3 separate regions of the Sus scrofa genome follow, and regions 1 and 2 are each linked to region 3. The links are chromatin contacts, called in public HiChIP or PLAC-seq maps. All regions are on one chromosome and are shown on one strand. The core of a region is the stretch at or near the end of the contact, and the rest is flanking DNA. Distances in the headings are between cores, read along the strand shown. Region 1 overlaps TMEM131L (transmembrane protein 131-like). Region 2 overlaps TMEM131L (transmembrane protein 131-like). Region 3 holds the start of TMEM131L (transmembrane protein 131-like).

Region 1 (2,700 bases), core at 78-2,577, 100 kb before region 3:
AAGAGCTAGAAATTAGGATATTCTCAGCAATGACCCCCGAAGAAAACCATCCATGTAACGTTGCTTAAGAATTACTTCGATAAATCCCAACTTCAGAGCCTATTCTTCTCAAGTATTTTCCTTCCCTGTCACAATTCTGAATGCCAACCTGCAGAGATCTTTCCCCAGGCAAGTCTCTTCTGCCCACATGTGTCTCGGGAGGAAGACAGACCCACGGAAACTGCGTGACCGGTCCAGCCAGGGGCCCGCCCAGCGGTGCGACATACAACGCATCCTACAGAGTCAATGATTTCCTAAAAAGGAGGGCTCTCTTGGGTCCCTTCCACTACACTCACCCTTTAACCAAACTCCTCATTTAGCATCTCCTGTCGCACAGACACACTCAGCTGACTTATGAGTACAGACGATACCCTCGCCTCACCCAAATCATAAACAGCATTGTGTTTCTGCAACTCCCAGGACCCTACCCTTCTACCTCTCAGGCATCTCACCACTGAAACATTGACCCATGTCGCCGGACCCACCCACTACACCATTTGTACAACCCAACAAACTGGCAGACATGGGTGGTTTTGATTCGTTTTAAGGGGAAAAGGGTTAAAGTGTATCGCGTTCTTCCTGATCTTGTTTTTTAAGAAAAAAAACTCGGTGTGGCCAAGCGGCTTCAAAGTCAATACAGACTCATGATGAAACCCAGCCACGAAACCTTGGGCGAATGTTCTACCTTTTCCAGGATTCAGCTTCCACTCTCGTAAAACAGAGTGAATGGACTTGCAGCCACATTTACAAGCATCACATGAGGTAGGTGAGCCAATCGCGGTACACAAAGCAGACCCTCCCAAGGGAGCATTATTTTCACATGTTCATTCACAATAATTGCAATGAGTTAGTAAAACTCCTCAGCAAATCATTCTAAGAAGCATTTTCCCCCTATCAAAATTGTAGGAAAAGAAACTCCATTTCCAAGAGAAGGAATTTTTTTTTTCCTCAAATGCTTCAAATTCTCTGTCTTCTTTTGCAAGTGGTTCAGAACCCAAGCAAAGAGAGACATGTCATTTCCTGCACACCCTCTCCCACCTACCCTGAAATGTGCCAGAGACCAAGAAAGACAAAAGGCAACCTGGAGAACAAGTTAACACTGAGATAGTGAGACGTTCGCTTGGACCAAGTGGCAGTGGCCTGAGTTGGGCAACACTTTGGCCTCTACACTTGGGCAGCTGGCCCTGAACGACCATAACCCGGGCTGGCAGTTTTAGCACAGCCATGTGGGATTTCCACCTTGGTAGGTCACGCAGCATCTTAGCGGCTCTACCCAAAGGCAAGCAGCTATTATTACACCGTTGGCTGATGCTGGGCCTTAAGCCAATGGCAAGTGAGTCTGAAAGGCCTGCCTCAACCCTTGAGCCTGGGCTCCGGCTCGGCACCAGGTCAGGCTCTCCGATGCGGCTGCAATGCCTTGACCTTGAGCAACACAGCACAGCTTCGAACCCAAGTAGGCATGACAAGCTGTGAGGATGAAAGAAAGGGTGTGACAGTGAAAAGAGTCTGGTGGTTTCTCAAAAAATTAAACACAGTGGGAGTTCCCACTGTGGCGTGGGGGTTAAGAATCTAACTACGGGGGCTCTGGTTACTCAGGAGGCACAGGTTCAATCCCCAGCCGGCACAGTGGATAAAAGGATCCAACAGTGCCATAGATGTCTCATAGGTTGAAGCTACAGCTCAGATTCAATCCCTGGCCCGGGAACTTCCATTTGCTGTGAGTGCGGTCATGAAAAATAAGTACATGAATAAACAAAGAATTACAACACGATCTAGCAATCCACTTCCAGGTATACACCCAAAAGTGACAGGAGGAACTTGAACAGGGGTGTGTACATTTATATTCACAGCAGCATGGCACACCACAGCCTGATGCAAACAACCCCAAATCCACTGATGGGTGAGTAGGTCAACAAAACCCAGGGTAGACATACAGTGGAATATTATTCCGTCTTAAAAGGGAAGGAAATTCTGACACCTGCTATGACCTGGATGAACCCTGAGGACATGATGTTAAGTGAACTAAGCCAGTCACAAAAGGACAAATGCTGCAGGATTCCATTTATGAAGGGACCTGTAATAGCCAAATTCAGGGACATAAAGTAGAATAATGCTGACGAGGGGCTGAGAGGAGGGGGTAGGTAATGAGGAGTTATTTTTTCATGGGGTAGAGTTTCCGTTTGGGCAGATGAAAAATTTCCAGAGGTGGACGGTGGTGATCGCTGTATAATAACATATATAATGAATGCCACCCAACTGCACACTTAAAAATGGTTAAAATGGGAGTTCCTGTCGTGGTGCAGCACTAGGAACCATGAGGTCACAGGTTCGATCCCTGGACCACTCAGTGGGTAAAGGATCCAGTGAGCTGTGGTGTATGCAGCAGACGTATCTCGGATCTGGCATTGCCGTGGCTGTGGTGTAGGCCAGCAGCTATAGCTCCGACTGGACCCCTAGTCTGGGAACCTCCAAATGCAGTGGGTGCAGCCCTAAAAAGACAAAAAAGACCAAAAAAAAAAAAAGGTTAAAATGGTGAATTCTGCATTATGCCTATTCTACCACAAGAAAAGGAAAAGCTTGGAGGGCAGAGCAAACAAAACAAAAAACAAAAAGGCGTCCCCGCCAGAGCTCTCCTCAAAATAGAGAGAGCTTCCAGAATAC
Region 2 (2,700 bases), core at 16-2,515, 81 kb before region 3:
TAACAACATTTTAAAAGCCATGTGGAGAAGCTCCTAAACGCAGCATGTATAACTACATTTAAAGACTTAAGCAAGTTTTCCAGAATACAATCTTTCCATTTTTCACTAAGCACAGTTCAGAGGCTTGTCCAGAAGGAGACATTTGAGTTTCAAACCTGCTGGTCCACAGAAGCATTGTAACTTCAGCAAGCCCCTCTGCCATTTTTCTTGAAGGTGCAAACACTACAGAGACCGGAGAAGTCCTTCCAAAATCCTCAGGTCACTGGAAGAATCCTGGCGGCAATTTTTTCTTCCTGCCTCTATCGAAGCTTCCTTCCTTCAATTTCTCTCTGCTTTCTGTCATCTCTTATCTGGATCTCCTTAATTCTGCCTCCAGCACTAACTATATTAATAATAAAGGTGTCACTTCAGTCTCCGTCTAACCCCTCGTGTCCAGCTCAGGCAGATAAGAAGTAGACTATTTATTTATTGGGCTCCCTCAAACCCCCAAAGGCCAGGCTTGACTCCATAACCTGCTTGCAATCAAGACCGAGAACACACCCAGTTGCCTCCAGAAATGTTTTGAAAAGCCACAGGAGGCAATGGGTATAAAGAGTTGCCAACAGCAGATATACCACAGCCACCCCCACTCCAGACCGAGCTGACCAGGGCTCAGCATTCCAGAAGGAAAAGAGGACAGGCCAAAAATCATCTTAGGAAAGTCAGGCTACTTCCTGGATAAGTCAAAAGGAAAATTATTAATGACAGTCCTCTTTCTGCCTCGTGCACTGAAAGTGGATTTATCATCAGATTGCACATACAACTTCTGAATGAAGAGGTGGTTTGGAGAATTTGAGTAAAGATCACACAGCTGCAAGGGGCAGAGCCAAAATTCCAATGCAGTTCTGTCCAGGTCAGAAATCTGGACCCTGTACGGAGCTCAGGTCCATCCAAGATCATATGACCTACCCAGGGAACCAAGGCAGTCGCCTCGCCTGCTGGGGGGAGAAAGGGCTTCGGAGTCCAGGCCCAAAGTCACCACTTTCTAGTCCTGAGAGGGGCAGTCGCTTAACTTCTGGAAGGACCCAGCCTTAGTATCGGTAACATGAAAACGACAACAGTAGCCACCTTAGAGTTACCGTGAGGCTAGAGTGAGATAAGGATGCCTTTGCTTCATGCCTGGCACATATTAAGTGCAATAAATATTCGTTCCTGCTACTAAGAGGGTGACATCCTGTTCTCATCGAACAGGAAAAGCAACGAGGACAGACGGAGCAGCCAACTAAGCACGGAGTCAGAGGTGACCTCGGGATTTAGAAGTCCCAACTGCGGCAGCGGTAGTTATCTCTGAATAGAACAAGTGAAATATGAACCTGGGCTGAATCATACCACAAGAGTTTTCTAAGTCCCACAACCAAGGAGTTTGACACTCCCAATGAAAATCAGACACTGAACTTCAACCTAAAGCAATATGGGAGAAACAGCCAGAATTTCTCCAACTGCAAAGAAACTCTTTTTTGACCTCACCACTGGAGCAGTAAAATGGTGTCGGAGTTCCCATCCTGACTCAGCAGAAATGAACCCAACTAGTATTCCTGAGGAGGCAGGTTCCGCGATTCCTGGCCTTGCTCAGTGGGTTAAGGATCTGGCATTGTCGTGAGCTGTTGTGTACATCAAGACACGGTTCAGATCCCGCATTGCTGTGGCTGTGGTGTAGGCCGGCAGCTGCAGCTCTGATTTGAACCCTAGCCTGGGATCTTCCATATGCTGCAGGAGCAGCCCTAAAATTAAAAAAAAAAAAAAAAAAAAAAGAAGGGTCACTATTTTTTCCTAAGAGTCACAAGGTAGATTTACCTTTCTCATTGGTCTGTTTCAGCACACTTGACTTTATAATCTAGAAACTAGATCAAGTATCCAAGGAGATTTAACATGACTGTATAAGTTTCAAAGTTAGTTCTCATAAATAAAACCATTCTACACACAGGCACTCACACACATACACATGACCTTGAGCATCTGTTAAAGACGGAAGGAGGAAAAAAGCAGCAAACTGCCGGAAATTAGTTAACTACGGACATCATCAATTATCCTCAGATATCACTGCTAGCTAGGAACTTACACTATGTTTAAAGATGCCACAGCTTCCATTTCTAAATGGGCATTCCTTTTTTTTTTTTTTTTTTTTTTTGGTCTTTTTGTCTTTCTAGGGCCACACCTGTGGCATACGGAAATTTCCAGGCTAGGGGTTGAATAGGAGATGCAGCTGCCAGCCTACACCACAGCCACAGCCACGCCAGGTCCTTGACCCACTGAGCGAGGCCAGGGCGAGGCCAGGGATCAAACCTGCATCCTCAGGGATACGAGTCAAGCTCATTACCACTGAGCCACGCCAGGAACTCCTAAACTGACAACATTCTGAAAGAAGTAACTTAAGCCTCAAGAGCTACAGAAATGAAATGTCTTCCCTTTTCCCCTCGCTCTCAAAAGTCAGCGTTAACCTCTTCCCAATCATACCCTCAGTAATACAGATGATGCTTTTATGTCAAAGTCCACCTGGCCTCTTTCACTCTCAGGTGCCCTCACATCTGCCATCAGACAAGTGCATGCAACTTGTCAAAATAAATGATAAATCCATGCCACATATTTCTAATATTTGCTCCTTCCCCAACTGCAAGATAAGTCTAAGTAGAAACCCTATCTTCAAAGAGAAAAATAAGAGAG
Region 3 (2,875 bases), core at 267-2,766:
TTTTCCCACATGCAATCATTAGATCACATAAGGGGGAAAAACTCGAAACCTGAAATTCAAGTTCTTAACAAGAGGGAGTATTCTAACACGAATTAAAGGCACTTGGAAAAAGCCCAGGATTACAACCCTTTAAAGTCACATCTTCATCCCACAGCTACTGAACGCCCAAGGCAAGGAGCACGCACTAACATTTCTGAGACAAATATTCCATATTCCTGGTCCTCGGGCACAACAGAACGGCACACGGAGAGATCTCGGGCGCGGGGCCCTCGCCCACCTCGGACCAAAGGCGGCGGAGGGGCCCCCGCCCTTCCCTCCGCACCGCCGCGGCTGGAAGCGGCCCTGCTGAGGTGGCCTCGGCTCCCACCTCCTGAACTTGGGGCCGGCGTGACTCACGCCCTGTCACATGGCGCAGGAGGAGGCTGGGCCGGCCACCGCTGCCAGGTGTTCGGGCTCGGCCCGACAGTTTATTTGCCTGGCAAAGTGGCCCGAGCGCCGGTGCCGCTGGGGGGGCCGGCGGCCCCCGGGCCTCTCCTCCCTCGCTCCCCCGAGCCGCCCTGTCACCTGGCGTCCTCACCTGAGTGGGCAGCAGGAGTTCCCCTTCCTCTGCCTGCCACAGCTCCACCACGTTCGGCAAGGGCTCGATCGCTGCACCAACACCAAAAAACACACCGCGTTTTTAAGGCACGGAAAAGAAACGCTTCCTGTTTCCCGATCGTCCACCCCTGCACCCGCCGCACCCAAACAAGCCTCCCTTCCCCTCCAGAAGCGGAGGCCACCCGAGGAGCAGCACACAATGGAGCGGGTGCAAGTCGGCGGCCCCTTGGACGGAGAGGCTAGGACGTGCGGGGTCGGGGGCTCTGGAGCCAGGGGAAGCCACCCCGGGGGACCCCCGCACTCCGGCAGAAGCTGGGGCTGGCGTGCGGGACGCCGCCCGGGCGGTCAGGCTTGGGGAACAAAGCTGCAGGAAGCCGGGCCGCGGCTGGGCCCCGGCGCGCGCCACACAAAGCGGGGACTGCGCCCGGAGCACCCGGGGCCCGCGCACAAAGGCTCCGGGGCGCGCGCGGCTAGCGGTCTGCGACGCGGTCCCGGAGCCCCGCGACTTCCCGGCTTCCAGGAGGCGGGGGCGGAGGGCGCGGGAGAGGACGCCGCAGTGAGCAAAAGGTACCGGCCCGGAATTGCAACCGCTTTCCTGCCTCCTTTGCCGTCCCTCCCCTCGCCCTCGTAATAGACTTCAGCAGTTCCCCCAAAAGAAAGAGGAGGGGGGCGGGGTGGATAGGGAAGCCAGCGGAGCGGCGCCAGGCTGACCTTGTCCCTGAGCCCCTCCCGGGCGACAGCAGGGCAGAAGGACCTGGAAGACGCCCAGCAGGAGATTCACGGCCGCGGCGGTGCGGCAGTAGCAGCCGGGCTGCGGGCGTCGGAGCCCCGCCATGCTGCTGCTCGCGCTCCTCTCGGCTGCTCGCCGCGCTCGCCGCTCGCTCGCTGGCGCCGGGGCCGCCTCGCCCCGGGCCCGCCCCCGCGCCGCCCGCCCCGCCCGCCCCGCCCCGCCCCCTCGCCCCGCCCCGCGCCGCGCCGCGCCGCCCGCCCGCCCCGCGCCGTGCTGTGCAGCCGCCGTCGCGGCAGCAGCAGCTGCAGCCCAGCCTCTCCGGCGCGCTGCTGCTCCGCGCGTGTGCGCCATAGATAGGGAGGGACGGAACGCGGCGGGGCGCGGGGAACGTGGACAATGCGAACGCCGCGGCTGCTGCCCCGCCCGGCGAGGAGCACATGGCTGCGGGCCCGCCCCGCAGCGTCCGACGACCGCCCCCCTGCCCCGAGGCTGTGACTGGGGCTCTGCGAGCTGGCGGGAGGGGCTCCCCGGCCACTATCGCCCAGAACTTTGGGGTGGTTTCCGCTTTGTTTGCGCACACGGGCAGCGAGCGGGTTATTGCCCACGGGGATGGGAGCGGCGGGAGGTGGTGGGAGAGAGGAGTCGCCCAGCGAGACGCCCTAGACAGGATATTAGTGGAAATAATGCAGTGGTTGTCAGGAAAGGCGAGTGCAGCCACATGGCTACTGCCAGGTCTGCAGCGAGGATATCCGGTGGCTGCAAGGTCTGTAATTTAGAATAAAAAGAGCTCTCCCAAGACCCGAAAGGCTGACCTCAGCGCCGCGTGGCGGTGGTGCGCTCGGCACCCTCCGTGGAGACTGTCCAGTTTGTGACAGGTGGGGAAGCCTCTTCGAGGAAGTTTGTAGCTTAAAAGGTCCTGCATCTACTTCCCTTCGGATTCCTGTTGCAGAATTTAGCCAGCTTCTGAAACCTGGTTAAGGTAGAGGACTTGGCCAGTTGCCTGTCTGTAACATTAACAGGGTACTATAGGTGATACTTGGAAATGTGTTTTCTAACCCTTTTTGTTTGTTTGTTTGCTTGATCCCTGTAACCAAAAAGTACATCGAAGGTCTGAGATCTCTTTTAAGTTAATTTCATGCCTTTGCCAGCGGTATCAAGAGCAAGGGTTTATTCAGGAATCTCTTTACACAACCTGAAAGTATTGGCAATCTTAAGATATCTTTTGTTAACTTGCTGCTTCCAGAGGAGCTTGTATGGAATTCAGAGAATATGAACAGTGTACAAAAAGAAGGGAAGGGACCAGAGCACACCTGTCTGCTTACATTGAACCTCTATTTAATTGCTTCTGGTGCCTTCCAGTCTAGACAATGGAAAAGCCTTGGTCCAATAGCAGGACGGATGCAAAGAAGGACTAAATCAATGGTGAATTCTCCCTCCCTCTCAAGAACATAATACAGTGCTATGAACCCGGTCTCACACTGTCTGGGTATAACACTAAACAAGGCTAAATAGCCTAATTGCTTGGCTGAAACTTCAGTTTAAGCTTGT

Evidence for each region. HiChIP or PLAC-seq counts read pairs in DNA pulled down with a chosen protein or histone mark.
Region 1: a contact with region 3 is called in an H3K27ac HiChIP or PLAC-seq map of skeletal muscle. The contact joins the enhancer-like site here to the promoter of TMEM131L in region 3. A contact is called at or near these places in 3 of 5 promoter capture datasets (fetal liver, fetal skeletal muscle and liver), 10 of 47 Hi-C or Micro-C datasets (alveolar macrophages, brain, embryonic fibroblasts and 5 more) and 2 of 2 datasets of contacts at active chromatin or transcription factors (alveolar macrophages and skeletal muscle).
Region 2: a contact with region 3 is called in an H3K27ac HiChIP or PLAC-seq map of skeletal muscle. The contact joins the enhancer-like site here to the promoter of TMEM131L in region 3. A contact is called at or near these places in 2 of 5 promoter capture datasets (fetal liver and fetal skeletal muscle), 3 of 47 Hi-C or Micro-C datasets (embryonic fibroblasts, liver and skeletal muscle) and 2 of 2 datasets of contacts at active chromatin or transcription factors (alveolar macrophages and skeletal muscle).

The regions. Positions count from the first base shown.
Region 1 is chr8:75,538,859-75,541,558 of Sscrofa11.1, forward strand. All of the region lies in intron 7 of TMEM131L (transmembrane protein 131-like), which reads right to left. Among named protein-coding and RNA genes, the nearest start is that of TMEM131L, 100 kb to the right of the region's middle. Within about 2 kb of position 1,328, at least 3 of the 83 cell types and tissues checked have an H3K27ac peak or open chromatin away from gene starts, as enhancers often do. A contact at or near this core is called in skeletal muscle, where this site is marked.
Region 2 is chr8:75,562,811-75,565,510 of Sscrofa11.1, forward strand. All of the region lies in intron 3 of TMEM131L (transmembrane protein 131-like), which reads right to left. Among named protein-coding and RNA genes, the nearest start is that of TMEM131L, 81 kb to the right of the region's middle. Within about 2 kb of position 1,266, at least 6 of the 83 cell types and tissues checked have an H3K27ac peak or open chromatin away from gene starts, as enhancers often do. A contact at or near this core is called in fetal skeletal muscle, liver and skeletal muscle, where this site is marked.
Region 3 is chr8:75,643,353-75,646,227 of Sscrofa11.1, forward strand. TMEM131L (transmembrane protein 131-like) reads right to left here and starts at 1,517. Exons shown (of 35, transcript XM_021101486.1): 1 at 1,309-1,517; 2 at 578-648. The coding sequence starts at 1,432. LOC102159783 reads left to right here and starts at 655. Exons shown (of 3, transcript XM_021101487.1): 1 at 655-1,164. The coding sequence starts at 797.